Linked DNA regions of Mus musculus: regions 1, 2, 3, 5, 6 and 7 are each linked to region 4. The links are chromatin contacts, called in public Hi-C, HiCAR-type, HiChIP or PLAC-seq and promoter capture Hi-C maps. All regions are on one chromosome and are shown on one strand. The core of a region is the stretch at or near the end of the contact, and the rest is flanking DNA. Distances in the headings are between cores, read along the strand shown.

Evidence for each region. Promoter capture Hi-C pulls out the DNA fragments that hold promoters and counts their contacts. Hi-C and Micro-C count contacts between places; a contact is called where the count stands out from the background. HiCAR-type assays count read pairs that join an accessible place to other places. HiChIP or PLAC-seq counts read pairs in DNA pulled down with a chosen protein or histone mark. Capture Hi-C pulls out chosen DNA fragments and counts their contacts.
Region 1: an H3K27ac HiChIP or PLAC-seq map of microglia shows a contact between it and region 4, with 5 times the contacts expected there. The contact joins the promoter of Brd4 here to the promoter of Zbtb22 in region 4. A contact is called at or near these places in 4 of 39 promoter capture datasets (cranial neural crest, hippocampal neurons, liver and 1 more), 2 of 115 datasets of contacts at active chromatin or transcription factors (embryonic forebrain and microglia) and 1 of 9 other capture datasets (pancreatic islet).
Region 2: a contact with region 4 is called in a promoter capture Hi-C map of liver, with 3 times the contacts expected there. The contact joins the promoter of Tubb5 here to the promoter of Zbtb22 in region 4. A contact is called at or near these places in 5 of 39 promoter capture datasets (the C10 cell line, cranial neural crest, hippocampal neurons and 2 more), 1 of 484 Hi-C or Micro-C datasets (erythroblasts), 3 of 115 datasets of contacts at active chromatin or transcription factors (astrocytes, pancreatic cancer cells and pro-B cells) and 2 of 9 other capture datasets (adipose tissue and liver).
Region 3: a Hi-C map of B cells shows a contact between it and region 4, with 5 read pairs. The contact joins the promoter of A530088E08Rik here to the promoter of Zbtb22 in region 4. A contact is called at or near these places in 3 of 39 promoter capture datasets (cranial neural crest, maxillary cranial neural crest and stem cell-derived epiblast-like cells), 1 of 484 Hi-C or Micro-C datasets (B cells) and 2 of 115 datasets of contacts at active chromatin or transcription factors (embryonic stem cells and forebrain).
Region 5: a promoter capture Hi-C map of embryonic stem cells shows a contact between it and region 4, with 3 times the contacts expected there. The contact joins the promoter of Prrc2a here to the promoter of Zbtb22 in region 4. A contact is called at or near these places in 5 of 39 promoter capture datasets (the 3T3-L1 cell line, the HPC-7 cell line, cranial neural crest and 2 more), 2 of 115 datasets of contacts at active chromatin or transcription factors (pancreatic cancer cells and stem cell-derived neural progenitor cells) and 1 of 9 other capture datasets (liver).
Region 6: a contact with region 4 is called in a Hi-C map of B cells, with 7 read pairs. The contact joins the promoter of Tnf here to the promoter of Zbtb22 in region 4. A contact is called at or near these places in 1 of 39 promoter capture datasets (the C10 cell line) and 1 of 484 Hi-C or Micro-C datasets (B cells).
Region 7: a contact with region 4 is called in a HiCAR-type map of astrocytes, with 6 times the contacts expected there. The contact joins the promoter of Akap8l here to the promoter of Zbtb22 in region 4. A contact is called at or near these places in 8 of 39 promoter capture datasets (the C10 cell line, cranial neural crest, hippocampal neurons and 4 more), 7 of 115 datasets of contacts at active chromatin or transcription factors (astrocytes, embryonic forebrain, embryonic hindbrain and 4 more) and 1 of 9 other capture datasets (pancreatic islet).

The regions. Positions count from the first base shown.
Region 1 is chr17:32,282,572-32,285,677 of GRCm38.p6, forward strand. It overlaps Brd4 (bromodomain containing 4), which reads right to left and starts at 1,562. Exons shown (of 20, transcript NM_020508.4): 1 at 1,492-1,562.
Region 2 is chr17:35,836,355-35,839,591 of GRCm38.p6, forward strand. It overlaps Tubb5 (tubulin, beta 5 class I), which reads right to left and starts at 1,947. Exons shown (of 4, transcript NM_011655.5): 1 at 1,643-1,947; 2 at 274-382. The coding sequence starts at 1,699.
Region 3 is chr17:32,401,194-32,404,573 of GRCm38.p6, forward strand. It overlaps A530088E08Rik (RIKEN cDNA A530088E08 gene), which reads left to right and starts at 1,821. Exons shown (of 1, transcript NR_029458.1): 1 at 1,821-3,380. Rasal3 (RAS protein activator like 3) reads right to left here and starts at 2,388. Exons shown (of 18, transcript NM_001374604.1): 1 at 2,328-2,388; 2 at 1,863-2,206. The coding sequence starts at 2,190.
Region 4 is chr17:33,914,097-33,917,434 of GRCm38.p6, forward strand. It overlaps Zbtb22 (zinc finger and BTB domain containing 22), which reads left to right and starts at 2,080. Exons shown (of 2, transcript NM_020625.3): 1 at 2,080-2,177; 2 at 2,721-3,338. The coding sequence starts at 2,787. Daxx (Fas death domain-associated protein) reads left to right here. Exons shown (of 8, transcript NM_007829.4): 8 at 1,247-1,494. The coding sequence ends at 1,306.
Region 5 is chr17:35,162,956-35,166,305 of GRCm38.p6, forward strand. It overlaps Prrc2a (proline-rich coiled-coil 2A), which reads right to left and starts at 1,922. Exons shown (of 31, transcript NM_020027.3): 1 at 1,780-1,922; 2 at 1-91. The coding sequence starts at 28.
Region 6 is chr17:35,200,009-35,203,295 of GRCm38.p6, forward strand. Tnf (tumor necrosis factor) reads right to left here and starts at 1,999. Exons shown (of 4, transcript NM_013693.3): 1 at 1,647-1,999; 2 at 1,076-1,130; 3 at 850-897; 4 at 1-555. The coding sequence starts at 1,832. The coding sequence ends at 137. It overlaps Lta (lymphotoxin A), which reads right to left. Exons shown (of 4, transcript NM_010735.2): 4 at 3,157-3,287.
Region 7 is chr17:32,348,802-32,352,171 of GRCm38.p6, forward strand. It overlaps Akap8l (A kinase (PRKA) anchor protein 8-like), which reads right to left and starts at 1,776. Exons shown (of 14, transcript NM_017476.2): 1 at 1,686-1,776. The coding sequence starts at 1,698.

The DNA.
Region 1 (3,106 bases), core at 312-2,811, 1.6 Mb before region 4:
ACCTTTTCCAACCTTCCTAGTTGAAGCTTTGAGAAGGAAGGAGTTGGTTACCTATAAATGCCCTCTATGGAAAGATCATTCTCCATCCAAATTAAAGTGAATAAAATAATGTTCTTGTAAATTATTGTAAAGCCCATAAAACTGAGCCCCAGCTGAAGACTTCTAAACAGGGTTTGTCTGTATACCCTGGCAGTCCTGGAACTCACTTTGTAGACTAGGCTTGCCTCGAACTAAGAAATCCACCTGCCTCTGCCTCCCGAGTGCTGGGATTAAAGGCGTTCGACACCACGCCCGGCTAGCTGAAGACTTCTTGAAATTGAAAACACATTCATAATTCCTTTGCATTTTTGTGGGTGACATTCTTTTTTTTTCTTTTTTTTTTTTTTAATTTATAGCTGTCTTCATAAACCCCAGAAGAGGGCATCAGATCTCATTACAGATGGTTATGAGCCACCATGTGGTTGCTGGGATTTGAACTCAGGACCTTTGGAAGAGCAATCAGTGCTCTTAACCGCTGAGCCATCTGTCTAGCCCTGTGGGTGACATTCTTTACAACACCCAAGCTCTACCAATTCCAAGGGAAGTTGACATCTCCATTCATAAAAATTTTCCAATTTTTTATTATAGCACTGAAGAGCACATTGGCTTAGAAGTACACTGAGAGTTGGATTTTAGTAACCAGGGGCTATTAATATCACCTTTGATGATAAGTAAAGACATTCTCAAGAGGGCTGCTGCAACTGGCATCCAACATATATACACACACAGGAGATAATCTCACCAGATTTCGAAAAGCATAAACAAGTAAACAAGCAGGCTAAAAACACTTTTAAAAAAACAAACAAAAAAACCCTTGTCTTGAGTAACAGGGAGGTCAGCCAATCAGCAGAGGCACATGACTCACCCACCGGCCTGAGCAAAAGTATTCACACTGTCCACTACACTAACGTGGGATTTCCCATCTCCAACCCAGCTCGGCCTTGGGGGCTTCTTGTTTAAGTGCTATTTCCGTGTTTGTGTGTAAGGGGGGGGGGGGTCATTTTGCTGAATCACAACTCTCCAACATCCCCACCCTAAACCGACACACTCCTGCAAGTAAGAAGCCATTGCAAGGGACGGCAGCAAGCAGAGACCCATCAAAACAAAGCACCCAAAGAGTAGGCTTCCAGGTTGGGAGTGGGTGGGTCGAGAGGGACTCCTGGTCCTTCGTCACCCTTCCTGTCCCCTGGGTCCAGCCTGGAGCAGGCGTGCAATGGAAGCTCTCTCCCTGTGAACAAAATCTTCTACCTCTTTCTAGGCAGAGCTCCGGGGACAGCCGGAAAGGTGAGACTATGAAGCGGGAACTCGCTATCCCAGCACTGGCAGGAGTACCCAGCTGACGGAAGGAGAGCGCGCCGGGGCACGACGCGCAAGAGCGACCCGCCCCAAGGGGGAACTGCAACCAGAGAGAGCGGGCGGTACCCGCGGTCAGCATCCCCGGCCCGGACTTACGCGGCCCGGCGCGCACCGCAGATCCAGAGGCAGTCGCTTCCTCCTCCTCCTCCTCCTCCTCCTCCTCACTTGACAAAATGGCGGCGGCAGGAAGTGCCGGGAGCTTGGCCCGCCCCCCGCCCGCCCCCGGCCGCCCAGCGCGCCCGCGCCCCCGGTCCCGGTCCCGGTCCCGTTCCCTGCCGCCGCCCGCGCCAAGGGGGACAGCGGCGGGCGCAACTGCCCCGGTACAAAGTCCGCGAGCCCACTCGGCCGCCGCCGCCCCAACGGCGCGGGCTGCCCCGGCAGGGCGCGAGAAGCACCAGGCTCCGGGCCCACGAAACTGCGGCCTCCCCACCCCCGCGCCGATGGCGTAGGTGGTGGCGCACCAGCCCCATTACGCAATGCAGGTTACGCGGGCCGCGCCGTGGGGCCCCGGCAGCCCGCCTCGCGGCCGCGAAGGACACCGGTCCCCTCACCTGAGACGCTAGGCCGCACGCCGCCGCACGCTGTCCGGGACGCCAAGCCGGGGCCCGTCCGCCGCGCCCGCCGCGCCGCTGCGCTCACAGGCCCCGCTCGCCCGCGGGCACTGCTGGCAGCCTCCGCCGCAGCCGCCGCCACTGCTTCGGTTCCTCGGCTGCGGGAGAGCAGAACAAACAGCCCTGCCGCCGCCGCCAGCGCACTGATGTCACCACGCACGCTGCGCGCGCGGCCCCGTGTCATCGCCGCCGCCCGGCGTGCGCGTCCCGCTGGTCCTCCCAGGTCCGGAGAGCTTCGTTAGTGCCGGCGGCGGTTGTAGAGGTGAGGACAGGAGACTGGCTCCCCCGACTGGGGGGAGGAGGGCGGGAGTCCTTGGAACACGATCGAGGGTCTCTGAGGACTGTGTACCCCAGAGGGATACACAGAAGAGGGAAGATCAAGAGAAGACAAGAAGAGTCTTCAGGGCCATCCATAAGGAAACAGCTTTTCGGAGGAAGCCGACACGCAGACTCAGGGAAGGAACCTTGCAGATGAGTGGGGATCTTCACATGCAAGAACGACAAGAAAAGATTTTTTTTTTTCCCCCAGAGCTGAGGACCGAACCCAGGGCCTTGCGCTTGCTAGGCAAGCGCTCTACCACTGAGCTAAATCTCCAACCCCAAGAAAAGATTTTTAATCCAAAAATTTAAATAATCCGATGACAGACTCAAAAGAGCAGATGGTGAAGAGAGCCCTCAGACAGGTGATAGAGGAACATTAAGGCCAGAGGACTATGGCTAGTTGTGTGTCAGTGGGAACTGACAATTGCTGAAAATACAGACACGTTTCACTATATTCACTACACTCAATTTATGGAATCAACTTAAGGAAAATATTTCATGTATCATGAAATAAGAGAATGAGCCAGCGGGGATTTTTTTTTTCAGAGCAGGATCTTAAGAATTCTTACCCTTCTTGTCTCAGCCTTCCAAGTAATGAGATTACATGTGTTCACCACCACACCCAGGTCTTCTTGGCTGGCCTCTGTAGAGGAGCTGAAGATTGATCAGTACGGATCTCTAAGCCTAGAACATTCTCTTTCTTGTCCTCCAGATTAACTTTAATTCTTGAAGACGTAAGTCAGCTCCCAGCATACTCTGAACTAGGTATGTGACCATTT
Region 2 (3,237 bases), core at 697-3,196, 1.9 Mb after region 4:
GTCATTCCAGGCACTACCACCTGGTGGCAGTAGAGCTAATCTTTAGTCCCTTAGGGTGTGAGTCTAGGGAAAAAAAAATGGGAACCATGCAGAGGGGTAATAGATACTTAGAAGTGTGGAAAAACAGGGCGTGGTGATGCTCTCCTTAAACCCAGCACTTGAGAGGTAGACGATCTATGGGAGTTCCAGGGCAGCCAGTGATGCATTCATCTGGGCTCACTGTCCAATACAGGGGACAGGGAATAAATGTTAAGTGGGGATTTCTGCCCTCACCTGTGGCTTCATTATAGTACACAGAGATTCGGTCCAGCTGCAGGTCGCTGTCACCGTGGTAGGTACCGGTGGGGTCGATGCCATGTTCATCGCTTATCACCTCCCAGAACTGCACAGGGAAGAGCAACGAGGCCTCAATGTCTCAAGTCCTAAGGCATGCCTCCCGCCCCTCATTTCAATTCCAGACACGCTGAAACGAGGCTGAGGTGAAGACACTGCAATTCCGTTATCTGCTTGCGGAAGTCCCATGGAGGAACCTACGCGATGGAAGGCTAAAACCTTTCGGCATAGGACCGGTGATGGGTGGGTCAGGCGCTATAAACCTCTATGTGGGCGGATTGGAGCCCACCTATTTGGCTTTGCACCCAGGTTGGCTCCTGAAGCCAGGAACCGCCCTTCCAGGCCAGCACAAAAGAGTTGGGGGAGAAAGGTGCGGCCACTGCAGTCGCCCACCCCTTACGTGCTCCACGTGACTGCGGTGGCGGGCCGCTCCTCCAGCAAACCACAAAGGCGGGAGCAGCGCGGGCGGGGCCTAGCTCGAGGGGCGGGGCCAGTGCGCCCCCGCGGGTAGGGGCCGCATTGTCCCTGCGCGCCAGGGGCTCCAACCCCGCCCCCAAAGGGTCCCACCCTTCGGCTACAATTTAGCGGCCGCACTTCCTCCCTCCCCTCCCCCGCTACATTGTTAATTGCTAGCAAAAAAGGGGGAAAAATCTTTAAAAAGCCCCATTGCCTATCTTTATTCCCTTCCTTCCCTCTCCTTAGTCTCCCAGACAGTCTCACATATTTGAAAAGCTCACTTTCATACCGCTCACACCCTAAAGGGCAATGAAAAGTAAAAGTAGGCCCCTATACAGAGTCATTACCTAAAAAAAGCATTGGGATGGCGGGTTCGATGGAGTGTCCAAGCCTTTGTTGAGAGGTAATGCGCACCGGGCACCTCTGCAGCTGCCCGCCAAACCTCGCCCCTTCCCCCCTCCATTCTGTTCCAGTAGAGCCCTCCAGGCTGGGTGGGGGTGGCGCAAGGGGAAAACCTCGCCTCGGCTTTGTCTCGGATCGTTTCCGCATCCCTCCAGTCCTCGAACCGTTAGAAAACCCCTTTTAAGACCAGCTCTTCACAGTCCCTCAGCCTCTCCTTTTCCCTAAACTCGAAAGGCTCTTTTATTAGCTTTCCGAAAATGTGCCAAGAAAAACATTTCCTCATTTTTCAATATCAGAACGCTAGCTACAAATATGGGTTATATTTATACGTGAAAAACTTTGAGGGGCCAAATCTGACGGGTGGAGAATGCAAGAACTCCGTGAACAATGCTCACAATTAACACAGAATTCTCATCTTTACATATTTCAGCTAAAATTTTAAAGTCCTTACCTTAGCACCGATCTGGTTGCCACACTGTCCGGCCTGGATGTGCACGATTTCCCTCATGGCTACGGTTTACTGAAATAATTGTTTTTGATGGTTCCAATGTAGGTACCGAACAAGAAAGAAAATTAAGGTTTTTGGGGTTTTTTTCTTCTGGGCCGGTCTCAGACTGAAAGGATGGACCGGAGCCCGGGAGGCTGCAGCAGCGAGATGCAAGCACGACCGCAGGAAGGTTCTAAGAGGCAGAAGAGGCCGGCGAGCGCAGGAGGGAAGGCGCGCAGGGCGGGGCTCGCGTTCGCGCGGCCGGGGGCGGGAGATAGGCGGGCGCCCCGGGTCTTAGACAAAGCCTACCCAACCAGTCGCTGATTAGACCAACCGATCACGTGCCAGGCGGCCATTGGTTTCTGAGCCAGTGGCGAGCGCAGTCTTTTTTGGGAGTTGTAGTTCTCTATTGTTGTCCACGCTGCAAAAAGAAGTTAGGAATGGGTGGGTACTGTATGAGGAATTGGGGTTATCTTGTGTGTGTGTGATTTTATTTTTTCATGAAAAATGTCCTCACACGAGATTCCTATTTTCTATTCTGAGAGAGGATTTTGTACTAAAAGAGGTTTGGAGAAATGTAGTAATTAGGAGATCTGAGGTGCCAGAGTTGGAAGGTGTGTTGGACACGCCCTGCCAGCTGCCCACCGCAGTAGGTCTAGAAAAGCCAGACTGCATAGCTCAGCGGAAAATCCTGAGAACTATGTTGTCCTTCCCTGATACACAGTATCTAGTTCTTTGTGATCCCAAGACAGGAATTTCAGTAAGGCACAGCTCCCTCGCATCCCTCCAGAAGAAAGAATTACCCTTCTGTTTCCAAGGGAGTTGTCTCAAGGATTTTCAAAAGAGAAACAAAATTGCAAAGATCGTGGTGAAAACTGCATGGAGCTGATGTCCCAAAAGAATGAAGGTGTACTGGCTGGTTTTATGTGTCAACTTGACACAGACTGGAGTTATCACCGAGAAAGGAGCTTCAGTTGGGGAAATGCCTCCATGAGATCCAACTGTAAGGCATTTTCTCAATTAGTGATCAAGGGGGAAGGGCCCATTGTGGGTGGGGCCATCTCTGGGCTGGTAGTCTTGGTTCTATAAGAGAGCAAGCTGAGCAAACCAGTAAAGAACATCCCTCCATGGCCTCTGCATCAGCTCCTGCTTTCTGACCTGCTTGAGTTCCAGTCCTGACTTCATTCAGTGATGAATAGCAATGTGGAAGTGTGAGCTGAATAAACCCTTTCCTCCCCAACTTGCTTCTTGGTTGTGCAGGAATGGAAATCCTGCCTAAGACAGAAGGTGTATGTAAAATCTGCGTGGGATTTGGGCCTTTCAGACGACGCTGAAGACATTCTGGTCATCCTGTCAGGACAGGCTGTAGGGTGGACAGACTAAGAGAATGTCAGTCTTTAGACAGTGCCTCCCTCTCTCAGACACTTGCTTGAAGCAAGGGGATTTGTTTGTTTTTCCAGTTAAATGATTTTATTCATTAGGTGAGTCTGTGGCAATGTGCTGGAACTGAGCAGGAAGAAGGGAGTTGATTGAATGGGCTCAAGTTAGAGGCCTTAATG
Region 3 (3,380 bases), core at 571-3,070, 1.5 Mb before region 4:
AAGAAAGAAAGAAAGAAAGAAAGAAAGAATTGGGCCTGGTGGTGCACACCTTTAATCCCCACAAACAGGAGACAGGGACAGGCAGATCTGTGAGTCTGAGGACAGCCAGGTCTATGCAGCAAGAGCCTATCTTGGAAAAAAAAATCCCCATAATATGAAACCACTTTTCTAAATATAACATGAAGGCTGAGCTGTTTCTATGACATTTATTTAGTTTGTGCTTGTGCACACACATTTGCCATGGCACAAGTGGAGGCCGGAGAACAGCTTGACTTTATTGATTTATTTGTGTGGGTTCAGGAAGGGGAAGGGCAACACTTAGGTGTCAGTCTCTCCTTGGCCATGTGGGCTCAGGGTTTCCACCAGGTGCTTTGACTTGCCGGTCACCTCGCCAGAGCCTCAGTTGTTTTGAGATAAAGCCTTGTTACATGGCTTACGCAGGCCTAGAACTCAAGACTGATCATCTTCCTGCTCCTGCCTTCCAAGTGCTGGGATTTTAGTAGTCCTAACCCTGATGAATGGAAGGCATTTCAAAACTTTCCAGGAAAAGAGCTGAACTAACCATGAGCTTCCAGCAAACGCCAGCTCAACCAATCTTTCTTTTTTTTAAAGATTTATTTATTTATTATATGTAAGTACACTGTAACTGTCTTCAGACACACCAGAAGAGGGCATCAGATCTCATTATGGATGGTTGTGAGCCACCATGTGGTTGCTGGGATTTGAACTCATGACCTTCAGAAGAGCAGTCAGAGCTCTTAACCACTGAGCCATCTCTCCAGCCCGGAACCAACCTTTTAGGTGTATTTTCAACCCGATTTTACCACTAGAGGTGATACATACAACTCTTCTTTTTTTCTTGGTGGTGGGTGTAAAACCCACAATCCCACAACCCCTCCCATGTTAAGCAAGTGCTCTATCACCGAGCCACATCCGAGGCCCTAACTCTTTCCTACAATTGGATCTCTTAGTATATGCTAGGCCCTGGTCTCTAATCTTCCTAGTGTCCACTAGTCTCCCAGTTCTCATTTTGCAGCAGGTTTGTAACTGTTCCTCCCCCACCCACTACAACGTGAACTCCACAGGGCAGGGAGTGTCATCTGCTTTGCTGACATCTCTCCTTAGTGCTTCACTCAGGGACCAATTCGATGCTCAAAAAACTTCTGCTTGGCCCAGCAAGATGGCTCAGCAAATAAAGGTGCTTGCCTCCAAGGCTGTCTGAGTTTGATCCCCAGGACTCACGTAATTGAAGGAGAGAACTGACTCCTGAAAGTTGTCCTTTGACTCCAGGAACCATGGCTTGCTTGCTCCTTTCTAATATAAATAAATAAATGCAGGTTGTCCTCTGACCTCAACACGTGTTGTGATAAAGGACACACACACACACACACACACACACTGAATGAACATCTGCTTGAATGAATGAATGAATGAATGAATGAATGTTGTCTTTAAGGCAGAGAAGGGGAATTTCACATTCAAGGAAACAAAGTAAGACATAGGCTATGTATATATGGCAGCTCAAATCCACATGTAGCCAACGGCTTGGTCTACTGGATACCGAAGACAACAACCGTCAGTGCCAAGAACAATTAGACATCCTCACAGTACTAAGGTGCATGCATCCATTCAATGCTCCTTTCTCAGCTGAACCCCAGCTGCCTACGGGTCCTGCCAGTCTTCCTCGCCCCAGTTTAGGGGGAAAGAGAGATGAGCGCTGCTAGGGGCCCCAGCCGCTTCCTGCTGGGCTTTCATACTCCCCACAACTTCCTGTGTCTAGAGGGCTGATGCTAGATTGACAGACAAACACCCAGGCTTCCGGCCACCCAGCCTAGCCCCAGCTGGATTGGGGGAGAGCGTACCTGGGGCCTTCGGATTTGGCTTGGGTTCCAGTGGTGCCACGTTCTTGTGCCTTCCCCACAGGGTCTTGGAAAACCGGAGGCGATTGGACCGTGACTCCTTAGGGGGTGCAGAGAGGACCCGACGAAACAGAGATCTGGGGGCTGGCTGGCTGTTCACCATGGGCTCCTGATGGCTCAGGGCCCTTCCCCAGCCTGCAAAGCGGCCCCAGCGGAACCCTCCAGCAGCCTTTTCCCCACTGCCTCCAGTGTGCCAGCGGTAGGATGTCAGCGGAGAGGGCAGCGAGGGCTGCGTTTGGGAATCTTCTTCACTCTGCAACGGTGGGTCCATGGCGGAGGAGTCTCTGCTGCGAGACCAAAAGGTTCTGAACATTGTCTGCCCACATTCTGGCTTCATCTTCCCTGGTCTCTTCTCAGCTTCGCCTCCAGGAACATACTTGAGGATGCCACACGTACACCCTCCCTTACCTTGATTTCCTGGCCAGTCCAGAACCAGCAGCCGTCTGTACTGTGCCTAGCTTCCTTCCTCAGAACCTAGCTCCACGTGACCCTGTCTTGTCTCCCCCGCCCCCCCCCCTTTACAGTCAGGCTGGGAGGGCATGATGGGGGCAGGATGCGGAGGTGGCGGGGTGGAAGAGAGGTTGGCAGTTCTGGCTTCTGACGAGAAGGTCTAGGAGGCAGTACATACTTCTCTTTGAGCTTCAGTTGCCTTCTGTGAAATGGGAACATCTTGGATAAATGCTGGCTAGCAAGGCCCCCTAAAGTCTCCTGGTGGCCGGAGTGTGGAAAGACTCACTTATGTAGGGAAGCTGCCACAATTTTATTGGAATGGATTTATTATTTGTGTGTGTGTGGATGCTATAGTGCTCATATGGTGATCAAAGGACAGCCATGTGGAGGTAGAGTCAGTTCTCTCCCACCTTTGTGTGAGATTGGAGGCTGGAACTCCGGATCGTACATGGCAAGTGACATTACCCGCTGAGCCATTCACCAGCCCCTCCACCTTGGGAGTGGAACCTAGGGCCTGGGTGCAAGGCCTATGCTCTATTACTTAGCCACATGCCTAGCCGTCTTTTCATTTTTTATTATACAGACCGGGCCTTGAGCTCACGGCATGTGTTGTAGCCCAGGCTGGCCTTGGACTCTTGGCTAGACGTTCCCCAAACCAGTGTTAAGTTAGAACTAAAGATTGCATGTTCGTGACAGTTGTAGCCCTCATTGTGCCACACCTCCAGTCCTTGTTCTAGCATGGTTATGTGGCTCTCCTCAGATCCAGTATTTCCCCTGCTAGGCAGACATCCAATAGACATGGCCACCAACACTGCACCTAAGGACTCCATAGACCCCAGGTGTCCACTGACAGCTGGACAAATACTCAGTGACATTTCCACACCGAAGAGTATCGTATAGCAAGGAAAATGAATAAATTCTTTAACTAATGATGTCAGACGAATCACAGTGCGGAACAAAAGCAAAAGCTGAAGAGTATACCCTGTGTGAGTTCAGTCATCTAGTATAGAG
Region 4 (3,338 bases), core at 830-3,329:
ACCCTTTCCCTTTCTGTGGGTATTGCACCTCCTGCTCCTCTGTTTTCCCCATCTTCCTGCCCGCCCGCAAGTGCGTGCACGTGCATGCATGCTTGTGTAGTGACAGTTTTGGAATTTTGGCGTCTTTATAACAACTCAGAGCTGAGTGGTAGCGACACATGCCTTTGATCCTGGGAGGCAGAGGCAGGAGCATCTCTCTTGAGTCTGAGGCCAGCCTGGTTTACAAAGTGTGTCCCAGGACAGCCAGGGCCACACAGAGAAACTGTCTAAAACCCAAAAACCAACTAACTGACAAACAAAAAACCAGTGAAATAGGTTTTCATTTTAATCCCGGTGTGGAGTGTGGGGCTGCTTCCAACTGACTGTGACTGTGAGCTCTAGAGGTGTGGCTTTACCAGCTACAGATAGTTGCTTTGGTTGTGTGAAGTGATGTTTGGAATTCTGGGAACTTTTCAGGAGAGCATATAAATGGCAGAGCCTCCCCACCTTCCAGGAAGCATGGTTGGTGGTAGTACAGGGGTTGGTTGTGGTTTGTTAGTAGTCTTGCTCAAAGAACAAACAGGAAGAGAGACATTAGAATCAGAGATCCTGTCTCTCCTGTCTATCCTTTCTTTTCTATCTAGTGATGGGGGCGGATAAAGGGGAGGAAAAAGAACACACAAAGTCTCAAAGACTGGCTGTGTGTGTGTGTGTGTGTGTGTGTGTGTGTGTGTGTGTGTTTAGGTTTAACCCCATCAACCAGGAGGCAGAGGCATACAGGTCTCTCTAACTTCAAGGCCACAGTCTAGTCTACCCAGTGACAGTCAAGGTTACATAGTGAGACCATGTAAAACAAAACAAAAAAGACTTATTTTATGTAAATAGGTGTTTTGTTGGCATGCATACCTATGTGCTACATTTGTGTCTGGTGCTCATGGAGGCCAGAAGAGGGCGTCTGATCCTATAGATCTGGAGTCACGGAGAAGGCAGAGAGCCGCCATGTGAGACTGGATACAACACTCGGGTCTTCTGCAAAGCAGCTGCGTGCTTAGTGGCTGAGCCATCTTCCAGCCTTCCATCCTGCTTTGTTTTGTTTCTGAGACAAGGTCTTTCTATGTAGCCCTGACTGTCCCAGAACTCTGTATGTAGTAGATCAGGCTGGCCCCAAACTCGGATATCAGCCCGCCTCTGCCTCTTGAGTGTTCGGACTAAAGGCGTGAGCCGCCATGCCTGGCTCACCCTTCTTTCTCCTCTGACTTGTCTGCAGACCAGTGTGGCCACACAGTGCGACCCGGAGGAGATCATCGTGCTTTCAGACTCTGATTAGCAGGCCCCATGCTCCCCGTGCTCCCTGCATCCAGAAGGTTTTTTGTATGGCTGTTGGAAGATGATGGAGTAAAAGATGGACAGAGCTCCTCCCGTTTTGATGGTGTTTCTTTTGACAAAAAAAAAAAATCAAAATGTTTTAAGTTTTACACAGACACATTAATAAACAATGAATTTCTTTTTATTGTATTCTTTCCTTTACTTTGCCTTTTCTCTTGTGACAGCTGTCACCTGGATCTGCCTTTTCTATCCTGGCTCTCTTTTTAGGGCGTCCTCATCCTTAACCCTTCCTTGAGCCTTCTTCCCCTAGGCACTTTTAAAGATAAGTGCTTCGGAAGCCTTCTTAAGCAGCTTTCCTCTCTCGTTTTGAGCGGTCTGAGTGAAAAGGCCAATCAGGGGCTGACTCAAGGTGATTTGGCCAATCCAGGCCTGGAGGAGGGGGGCGGGGCTTGGGGGGTTCTCATATGCTGGGAAAAGGGCTGTTAGATCCCGCGAGCAAGCTAACGTCCAGAGCTCGGGGTGGAGCCTGGGAAGCGGAAGCCAGCACTGGTCAATGAGACAAGGTAGGCTTGTCGGATTAAAGGGGAACGAAGGTTTCGGCCAAACCAATTCCTGAGTCCTCAGCCGCAGACGGGACCTGGTACCTTTAAGGCGGAATGAAGCGCCGGTTCTTTAAAGGAAAAGTGTCGCTGTCGGTCGACTTTTGCCCAGCGGCACAGGAGGGGTGCTGGCCTGCGCCTTTAAGGTCGCAGGTCCGGGAGGCGGAGTGGAGGCGGAAGGCGGAGGGAGTCGGCACAAGATGGCGGCGGGAGGGGCTGGGGCTGCGGCTCTGGTCGCGGAGTGAGGGGGGGGGCCCGGGGGCGCGCGGCCAGGTAAGCGGGGGCGCGCGGGGCTGGGGGCCCCCCTCAGGCTGGGGAACAGTCCGAGGGCGCGATTGGGGAGGACTGGGGGGCGGGGTTCGGGGGCGGGGGCAAACACGAGGCGGGGTCGGGGATCCAGGGGGCGGAGCCCTGGAGGGTCCTGAAGGGGCGGGGTCGGGATCAACTGGGGGCTCTAGGGGGAGGAGCTTGAGAACTGTGGAGAACACCCCTTCACCCCAAGAAAATCGGTACGCAACACCAAGGAGGGGGCGTTCTTTTGAGAGTGAAGCCGTAGACTAGGATAGACGCCCCTTCCCTGAGAGCCCCCTATTTCCTGACCCAGGAGCGAGAGTACTAAACTTGGAATACTTTCTTTGCTAGCGCTGCGGTTTGGTGGTGTTTGATTGGATGTTTTACTTAATAGTGAGCCTCAGTTGCCCCGTCTGTACCATGGGGTTGACAGGGGTACCTGTTTTTTTTTTTTAAATACTGTGATGGCTTAAAATCAGTGATGCTTTCAAAATGCTGTTATTCTTTTTTTTTTTTTTTCCCTAGAGACCCCCCCGGCCGCCCTCTTCTTTCCTTTGTTCCTGTGGCTGGGGGGGTATCTCCTTCCACAGCATGGAGCCGTCTGCTCTGTCACCCAGTGGGGCCACACTCCCACTGCCTCTGTCACTGGCTCCACCGCCACTGCCTCTGCCGGCAGCTGCAGTGGTACACGTGTCCTTCCCTGAGGTGACCAGTGCCCTCCTGGAATCCCTCAACCAGCAGCGGCTCCAGGGTCAGCTCTGTGATGTGTCCATCCGCGTGCAGGGACGGGAGTTCCGCGCTCACAGGGCCGTCTTGGCTGCCTCCTCTCCTTACTTCCACGACCAGGTCCTACTGAAAGGCATGACTTCCATTTCCCTGCCAAGCGTCATGGACCCAGGCGCTTTTGAGACTGTCCTGGCCTCAGCTTACACGGGCCGCCTCAGCATGGCTGCTGCGGACATTGTCAACTTCCTCACAGTGGGGTCGGTCCTCCAGATGTGGCACATTGTGGATAAGTGCACTGAACTCCTTCGGGAGGGTCGATCCGCAGCCACTACAACCACTGTCACTACTGCTGCAGCCCCCTCTGTCTCTGTCCCTTGTGCCAGTGTCCCATCAGGGAATGGGGGCACTGTCGCCCCT
Region 5 (3,350 bases), core at 672-3,171, 1.2 Mb after region 4:
TGGCAGTCGGCCCCGAGCGATCGGACATTGCGCTGGAAGCTCATTGAGTACGTTGGGTCCTGCAGGCACCTCCCCCAAAACGAGCCGGTGCCTGTGGGCCAGACAGTAGGCAGTTCAGGTTCTGCCCCTTTCAGACAAAAGCTTAGAAGCTCTCTGCATTCTCTTTAGGGCCCAAATACTTGGTTCTCTGGCTTGTGTAAAACACTACAGTCTCTTAAGCAACCACCATCCACTTGGCTTCCACAGCCCCCTTCCCCCTGACATATCCCAACAAAGAAAACCAAGTAGCAACCTAGTATCTTACCCATCTATCCTTTGTGCCATTTAGAAATGGCAACTAATCTTACACTCCTCCAAAATAATTTCAGAGACATACGATTAAATTGAACAACCAAGTCAAAGCCCCAGAGAAAACCAGAATGAGGTACACAACTCTATCGAGCAAGTACAAGAACTTCAGATTGTCAACCTATTAGACACCAGCTCCCTAATCACGCCCCAGGGCCCTGTGTCCCAGGTTTCATTCCCAGCAGCCTTAAGTCCCATCTGGGAGGTTTGAAGGAAGGTATGCTGGGAGCTTAAGGATTTTTATGAGCTTGCTCTCAGACCAGGAGCTGGTGCCAGACTAAGCCTTACTAAACAACAGGGGCTCCACAGAACCCCTGGATGCAAAATATTCCATCTATTCCTTACATAGCCCCCACACAGGCTCTTGGAAACAATTCTGCTGGCAGAAAAAAACAAAAAAACAAAAAACTAGTGGACCCCATGTAAAACTGAGGAAAACCACAGCATGACGGAGCTACCTCGACAACACCCTGTAACCATGGGCCAGGCAGCAGAGGCCAAACCCAGAACCAACTACCATTTTTATCCTCATCCAGTCTCTTCATAAGCAGTCATTTGTTCCCCTAACAGCCCTTACTCCTCAGGCAGGAAAAACTCTACATCTGAATCCATCCTCGAGTGACCGGGCATTCATTTGTGGGTGGGAACAGTGTGAAAAAGAGATGGAAGATAGCAAGAAAGCATGCAGGCCTAGGATGAAAGCCAAAATCGGGGAGAGAACTAACTTTACCACAAGCCAGAGAAAAGAAGACAGGGGTTGCTCTCTAGGCACTTAAGGAAGGCAATCTGAAATCTACCATGAAAGGGGGAGAAAGCAGAAAAACCGTAGAGCAGACAGATTTCAACTGCTAAAGAGAGAATCAAGCAGAAAGCAGGGAGGGAAGCAGGAACGGCTGAGGAAGGCTGACAAGGGGCAGTGTCAGGGGAGCTCAGAAGAAAAGAGGGAAGAGGAGGAGATAGGGCCATGGGGGGAAAAGGGAACGCAGAGGCTTGGGGGACGCAGAAAGGCGAAGATGCTGGCCGAAAGCGGGGCTCCAGAACCAGAGTGACTCGACGCAAAGACCAAGAAAGACCGGGAGCCATAGCGCCGGGTGGCAGCAAGGGCTCCAGAAACACCAAGAGCCCCTCAAAGGGTAGGTCTACAGGCGGCGGAGGGGCCCCGGGCCGGCCGAGGGGCCGAGGGCGCGACGCGAGCAGGAACCGCGGCCTGGAGCGCGGTCGTGCCCTGAGGAGCAGGCTGCTGGGCCGCGGCCGCCCCCAGCCCTCCACAGCGGCCTGGGAGCGGCCGGCGCAGGCCGAGGGGGAGGGGCAGGCCGGCGGCAGGAGGACAAGATGGCGGCGGCTGATGGCAGCTTCTCCCCCGGCCCGCCGCCGCCGCTGCCGCCGCCCCGCGCCGGAAAGGGCGTCAGCGCCCAGCTCGCCCAGACTCACCTAGCCGGGTGCGTGGGGGTCCGGGACCCGGGCTCAAAGGCTTCCCGGGGCGGATGGCGGCGGGGCGGGGGCGGATGGCGGCGGATGGCGCCGCGCTCGGCTCCTCCCGTCTCCCTCGCTCACTCCGCGGCTGGGCTCCGACTAACGGCCCATCCGGGCAACCGCCGCCCCCGGGAACACCCCCCACCTCCCGCCTCCCTCCGCGGCTGGGCACGCCCCCTTATTTGCATAGGGGGCGGAGCCCTTACTCTCCGACCCCTCCGCTCTTCAGGGCTGTCCCTACTTTAAAAAAATAAAGGCAGTGTGTGGAGGATATTTGCATAAAGGGGAGGGACTTACAGACGCTAGGACGCCGGTTGGCTAGGGAGACGTCTTGGCGTCGGCAGTTGAGACGCGTAGACCGGGCGGAATGCGAGGCCGTTGGGGCGCAGAATTTACACGACGGATGGTGGGAGAAAAAGGATGCGCATGCGTAGTTGGTCCGCGGACGGCTGGGAGCCGAGAGACACGCAGGGAAGGGATGCTAGGCCCCGGTCACTCTCAGCGGAGAAGACGGAAAGAACTGCGACGAATGGAAGGGATTAGTTAGTCGAGGGCGGAGTTACATAGACCCTGGAAGAATTTCAGGTCTGGTGTCCATTCGTGAGAGGTAAACGCGTCAGGGAGGCGGGGCTTTCCAGTTATCAAATCACGTCATGCAAATGAAGTGGATAGGCAAGCCAATCAAAGGGTCCAGAGGAGTGTATCATTGACTTTCTTCGAGTAGGCGTTCTTCGAATGGTTCTGGGTATTTGCATAATATATGCAAACAATTTGAACAAAGGCAAGGAATGACCTACTCTTCCAAATTTTAGCAGCGACTAACTACGGCGGATATTTGACATTTAATTTTTATGCTCAATAGTTTTAAAAACTGTTTTTATAATTAATGTTCCTTCAACAATGAGTTTCAGCTTTAAAGGTCGTACTACTTCCCCTCTTTGTTTCTTAGTACTTGACTGTAGAAATCTTTGCCTCTCACCACACTTACACTTACTCAACATTTTCCTGTGAATTTTTATGTATATTGGTGGGTGCTCACTGGCCTTTACAAACCAGAGGTTGACGTCCAGAGGGCTCGCGCAAACACTTTATTTTTTGAGACATTCTTTTCATCTTTCAGTGAATCTTGATACTTGGATGGCTGAGCTCAGATTCCATATGGACTGGCCAAAGAGCTTGAGATCTTTCTATCTCTGCATCCCGGTGCTGAAGTTACAGACAGGAGTGATCTGCCCAGCCTGGACATGAGTACAGGAGGTCCAAACTTAGGTCCTCATGCTTGTTAGCAAGCATTTCATCCGCTGAGCCATTTTCCTAACTCTAGAAACATTTATTTGTTTTTATTTTATTTGTATGCATATCTACATATATGCATATGTACCAAGTGGGTTCCTGGTGCCACCTGGGTTCTTGGTTCCTGTACCAAGAGGAGTTCAGATCTCTTTGAACTGGAATTACTGGTGATTGTGAGTTCCCAGATGTAGGTGTTGGGGATCGAATCCAGGTCCTCTGAAAGAACAGCAAGTGCT
Region 6 (3,287 bases), core at 749-3,248, 1.3 Mb after region 4:
TTGGACCCTGAGCCATAATCCCCTTTCTAAGTTAGAAGGATACAGACTGGGGGCTCTGAGGAGTAGACAATAAAGGGGTCAGAGTAAAGGGGTCAGAGTGGGGGCTGGGTAGAGAATGGATGAACACCCATTCCCTTCACAGAGCAATGACTCCAAAGTAGACCTGCCCGGACTCCGCAAAGTCTAAGTACTTGGGCAGATTGACCTCAGCGCTGAGTTGGTCCCCCTTCTCCAGCTGGAAGACTCCTCCCAGGTATATGGGCTCATACCAGGGTTTGAGCTCAGCCCCCTCAGGGGTGTCCTTGGGGCAGGGGCTCTTGACGGCAGAGAGGAGGTTGACTTTCTCCTGGTATGAGATAGCAAATCGGCTGACGGTGTGGGTGAGGAGCACGTAGTCGGGGCAGCCTTGTCCCTTGAAGAGAACCTGGGAGTAGACAAGGTACAACCCATCGGCTGGCACCACTAGTTGGTTGTCTTTGAGATCCATGCCGTTGGCCAGGAGGGCGTTGGCGCGCTGGCTCAGCCACTCCAGCTGCTCCTCCACTTGGTGGTTTGCTGAGGGGGGGGGGGAGGATTGAGTCAGTGTCACCCTCTTAGTTCACACTCCACATCCTGAGCCTCAGCAGCTACCCACACTTCACTTCCGGTTCCTGCACCCTCTGTCTTTCCACATCCCATTGGCTATGAGGTCCCGGGTGGCCCCCTGATGCCTTGCTTTTGAGTCACTGCTCTGACTCTCACGTGCTGTCTCTAAGAGCTCTGTCTTTTCTCAGCCTGGCTCGACACCCCTCAACCCGCCCCCCAAAATCATGCCCCTTCATTCTCAAGGCACATGTAAAGAAATCTTACCTACGACGTGGGCTACAGGCTTGTCACTCGAATTTTGAGAAGATGATCCTGGAGGGGAAGAGACAAAGGCAAGGATGAGCCTTTTAGGCTTCCCAGCAAGCATCTATGCACTTAGACCCCTTTCCTCCCAAACCAAAGCTTTAAGTTCTCCCCCCACCCCATCTCATCCCATGCCTAACTGCCCTTCCTCCATCTTAAATTAAGAGAGAGGTGTGGGAACACTTACTGAGTGTGAGGGTCTGGGCCATAGAACTGATGAGAGGGAGGCCATTTGGGAACTTCTGTGTAGGAAAAGGAGGTTAGTTAAGACAGACTCACCCCAAAGGAGAAGCCTCCCGGCTGATTGCCCCGCTTACAGTTCCTCTTTGCCCCACCCCACCCCCCAGCTTTGTGTTTTTCTTCTTCATTCATTCATCTGTCCAACCCACGGCTTCTTTCTGCGGTGCCCTCTGTGCTTGATCTCCCGTTATCTCCCCTTCATCTTCCTCCTTATCTCTCATGCCTCTCTCATTTCTGTCTCTGAGTTTTATCTCTTGCTTATCCCCTCTTCCCCTGGCCACATCTTTCCAGATCTCTCCACGTGTGAACACACTTGTTCGTTCATTCATCTCTCTGTGCATCCGACGAAGGATGTTTAGTCAGCTGGACGCATGGGTCCGAGGTCCTGACTCTGTCCCCTCCACACTCTCCTCCACCTTGCCCTGCCCATTAGCCCACTTCTTTCCCTCACACTGTCCTTCTTGCCCTCCTAACCCGTTTTGCTTGTGAGCGAGAATAAGGGTTGCCCAGACACTCACCTCATCCCTTTGGGGACCGATCACCCCGAAGTTCAGTAGACAGAAGAGCGTGGTGGCCCCTGCCACAAGCAGGAATGAGAAGAGGCTGAGACATAGGCACCGCCTGGAGTTCTGGAAGCCCCCCATCTTTTGGGGGAGTGCCTCTTCTGCCAGTTCCACGTCGCGGATCATGCTTTCTGTGCTCATGGTGTCTTTTCTGGAGGGAGATGTGGCGCCTTGGGCCAGTGAGTGAAAGGGACAGAACCTGCCTGGTTGGCTGCTTGCTTTTCTGGGAGCTATTTCCAAGATGTTCTGGAGTTTCTGTTCTCCCTCCTGGCTAGTCCCTTGCTGTCCTCGCTGAGGGAGCTTCTGCTGGCTGGCTGTGCAGACGGCCGCCTTTATAGCCCTTGGGGAAGAGGGCGGGGAAAAGCTCTCATTCAACCCTCGGAAAACTTCCTTGGTGGAGAAAACCATGATCTCATGTGGAGGAAGCGGTAGTGGCCCTACACCTCTGTCTCGGTTTCTTCTCCATCGCGGGGGCAGAGGGTTTGGAAAGTTGGGGACACCCAGGCATCAAGGAATCTCCTCCCCGTCGTCCCCACCAGGATTCTGTGGCAATCTGGGGCCAATCAGGAGGGTGTGTGTGTGTGTGTGTGTGTGTGTGTGTGTGTGTGTGTGTTGTATAGGACCCTGAGAACTGAAACCCATTTCTTCTCTGTCCTCCAGAGCTAATCATTGTCTGTTTCTTTGTAGAAAGACCATGCCTGTGTCTATTTCCTTTTGATTTCTAAATGGGACATCCATGGGGGAGAACTTAGCATGGGGGGGTGCTTCTGAAAGCTGGGTGCATAAGGGGGGAGACATGATATTGAGGAGGGAAAGCCCCCTGTTTGAGTTCTTGGAGGAAGTGGCTGAAGGCAGAGCAGCTTGAGAGTTGGGAAGTGTGCATGGGCTTTGGGAGGGCTGGTGGGGGGGGTAATGGGATGAGTATGGGGCAGCCCCAGAGGGAATGAACTCAGCCCTGGGAATTCACGGACCTCACAAGCCTTCTCCTTTCACTCTGATCATGAGCTCAGGCTGCTGCTTTGGGTCCCTGCTCCCAAGTGAGTTTTCCACGGAGCCTCTGCCATATCTTGACTGCGGTACATCAACTCAGACATTTAGGTCCCACAGCCCTGCTTCCAGGATTTCTCCCAATCCGTATGACTCCCCGGTCTTCCAAGGATTCCCCTCCCCCACCCTCCCACTCCTAAACACTCTCCCACCCTCCAGTGGAGTCACTTCTCCCCAGAACCCTCATCTCTCTCCACCCTTGGATGGATCTCCCTAGCTCATCCTTTGGGTCTCCTCCGGCAGTTAAGCTGCCTCACTCCCGTGAATCCACCATGTCTCTGGGAGCTGCCTGCTCCTCATGTCTCTTTGCTCTGCCCGGATCCCATGGACCAACTGAGGCCTCTGTCCCCTGCTCCACTCCTTAAAGAGACCAGGAAGTTTCTCCCCCAACGCAAGACAGACACAAGCAGACAGAATCTCAGAGAAAAGAGGTTTATTGGGTTTCACAGATGGTGCAGGGGGTCCCTGTGGATGTCTAGCCAAGCAGTGGCTGGCTTTTAGAGCTTCGTGCTTTCTTCTAGAACCCCTTGGTCACCCACATCTAATTCT
Region 7 (3,370 bases), core at 526-3,025, 1.6 Mb before region 4:
AGGAAAAACACTCATATGAACAAAATTAAATAAACAAATTTATTAAAAAAAAAAAACACTGAAGGGTTGGAAATATGCTGCTCAATTGTGAGGACGAGAGTCAGATCCTAGAACCCATGTCAGGCGGCTCACTCACAACCCTCCGTTAACTCCAGTTTCAAGGGACCCATGTTCTCTTCTGGTCCCAAGGGGCACCTTCATACATGGCTGACACACTCACACAAACACATACATGTAGATGCAGACAGATACATGTAAATAAAGTAAAGTATGTTGTGGTGGAAGCCATACTATGCGCTTCAGGCTGCAGAGTTGCAGCCCTACCCTTTATCCACTAGATGTCAGTAGCACTGCATACCAGTCCCCCACCTCCACCCCCCCCCTGCCCATACACACATTATATAGATAAGACAAAACAGGACTCCAGATATTGCCAAATGTACCCCTGGGAGGTGTGAGGCAGGCAAAATCACCCTGGTTGAGAACCACTGGCCTAGAGGATGGTTGTTAAAAATCCCAAGGTTCTTGGCAAGCATTTGACCCAGGGGCTTAGGAGGACTGGCATAAAGCTCAGGTTCCATTGAAAGCCTTAAACATTCCAAACAGAATGTGGGTTATCCAGCAACCACTTAAGTTCAAGCCTGAAATACCTCCAGTAAAGTGGGAGGCACTGTCTGTGGCACTGACTGATAAGTTTCATTGGCAAACCCAGGGAGCCTTGGCAACTAACTCACTCAAGAATGATTCTACAGTCACTCAAGCATATTCCACACCCCTCACCATGCTCCTCACCCACCTTCCTCTTTGCTCAAATATCACTGATCTAAGTAGGTAGGCGGTTCCAGCCCAGTATGTTTTACAGCGACAGCTATCTTTACTCTTTCCTATTTTGCTTACATCTCTTCTTAAACGTCACCCTTCCCAGAGGCTTCAAAGCTCTCCGTGTAATGGCTGAATCTCTTCAGGATACCCAAGACCCAAAATAATATATTTATTGTATTTTGTCTGTCCTCGCCTATAAGATGCTTAAGAAATTCTTGTCAGCATTCAGTGTCTATTCAGCACCTGATTCGGTAAGTTGAGTGGAAAGTAGTCATTCGTCACCAGGGTTCAAGCTTGCTCTCTAAAGCTCCCTGCAACGGTTCAGAGCCTTCATATAGATTTACAGATTCTCACCGCCCCCTGGGGGAGTGAGGTAGGGGAGGTTGGCTCTCCCCCCCTCCCGCTTTATACCAGATGAAGTGGGGGGAGTGCCATGAGTAAGGGTCTGCGACGTTTTGCACAGAAACTGCTCAAGGGAGGCAATGGCGACAGCAGCCGCCCCAACGGACTGATCTCAGAAGCTCAGGCCTGAGAAGCGACGTCTTAGACGTGGGTGTCCGTGGGGCACTAGCCAGGGAATGACGAACGGAGGTGCGGGAAGCCTGAACCTAACGTTGAGGCCCAAGACCTACGGTCACAGAAGACACAAGCAAATCCTTGAGTAGCCAGGAGAGTCCAAGATGCCCGGCTGAGGTCAGTGAGAGCCGAAGCTTGAGGGATGCGACCCCGAAGGGAAGAGCCTAAGACGCCATTTTGTGACCACAGAGGGCAATGACCACGACACTACAAGAGGAGATCCTAGCATGACTCAGCCCGTCCTGACGCCCCGGCCCAGAGCGCTGCCTTCACCCTGTTGGGCCTACCTGTGTAGCTCATGGCCGCAGAGAACACCCGAGCCGTGGACACAGACCGCTACTCTGCGCGTCTGACGCCACAACAATCCCTGGGGTCCTTCCACACACGCTCCAGCCCCGCCTCCTTATCTCATTGGCTTCTGCAAACCTCGGACTTCACGCCTATTGGTTTCGCTACCTGTCTATTTTTACACCTCTTCGTGACAGTGGTTGGAGATACTGCCAACCCCCGACGACCCCGCCTTACTCTCCGCCTCCTGTTAACAAAAACCTGCGCCAATAGGCCAAGGGGAGAAGATGGAAAGGTTCGAAGGGGCGGAGCTGCATGCAACCTAGAGGTCCGAGCCCACGCGTGTGCTCGCCTGGTGTGTGCGAGCGAGACACTTGCCAGCGTGAGCAGAGACGACCGTCTTGCGCCCCGCCACTGAAATGAAGTCAAGAATGGTAAAGCCATGTTGAAAGGAGAAAATTAGTATCTAACTGCTAAACAAGGTCCTGACAAACGTTATGTGAGATAACGTTAAAACAAACGAAGAAGGCCATGTGTAGTAGCTGACTTCTGTAACCCCAGAATACCGGAGCCTGAGACAGAATGACTCGAGTTTGAGGTCAGATTATACTATATGAATTCTAAGCCACTCTGGGTTCCAGTGAGTCCCCGTTTCAAGGAGGGGTAAAGAATTAGGGCCAGTTTCACAAAGTAAATAGTAAATATTATTTTCTTATTAATCGTTACATAACAATTAATAGTGTTTGTAAGGATATAGCTTGGTGGAAAAACATTTTATCCTAGCATGTACAGAAGGCCTTATGTGAGCTCTCCAACTGCAAAATAAAGATGCTTTTGAAAATTTTATGTGTATTAGTGTTTTGCTTGCGCGTGTCTGTGTGAGGGTGTCAGATCACCTGAACTGGAGTTTCAGACAGCCCTGAGCTGCCATGAAGGTACTGGGAATTGAACCTGGGTCCTCTGGGAAAACAGCTAGTGCTCTTAACTGCTGAGCCATCTCTCCTGCCTCTCAAAAACCACTTTAAAAATAACTGTTTATGTGTATGCTATTTGTTATACAAGTAGTATATCTCAATGTATCATATATTATTGCAAATGCTTGACATAAGAACCTATGTTCAATGCTCAGCTCCACAAAACGAAAAATGTAACCCAGTACCAGCCTTGTTCTAAGCACTATGCCTGGCTCCTCCTGGCTGTGTGGAAAGTCACCATGGGAGGTATCCTTGGAAGAACCCTAAAAATAAAACAATGGATAAACTACAGCAAGCTCTGCTTCTATGATTCATGTACCTTCTTATGGTTTTGAGAAATGTTAAAGTAGGTGTTCTATTGGTATTAAGGAATGTTTATCAATTCTTTTTAGGCTTATGTATTTGTTTTGCTTGAATATATGTCTATGCAACTACATGCACCCCCAGTGCCTGAGGTGGTCAGAAGAGGGTACTGGATACCCTGGAGTTACTGTGAGCTGCCATGTGGGTGCTGGGAACCAAATCCAAGTTCTCTGTAAGAGCAGTGTGTGTTCTTTGCCATTGAGCCACCTCTCAGTTCTTGTTAGCAGTTTCTTTAGGGGTAATAACAATGGCATTCTTTAAAAGGCCTAGATCCTTCAAAGAAACATACTGAAATAGTTGATATGATAGCCAAAACTGTTCTTCACAATTTAGTTGGGGCAGGGGAG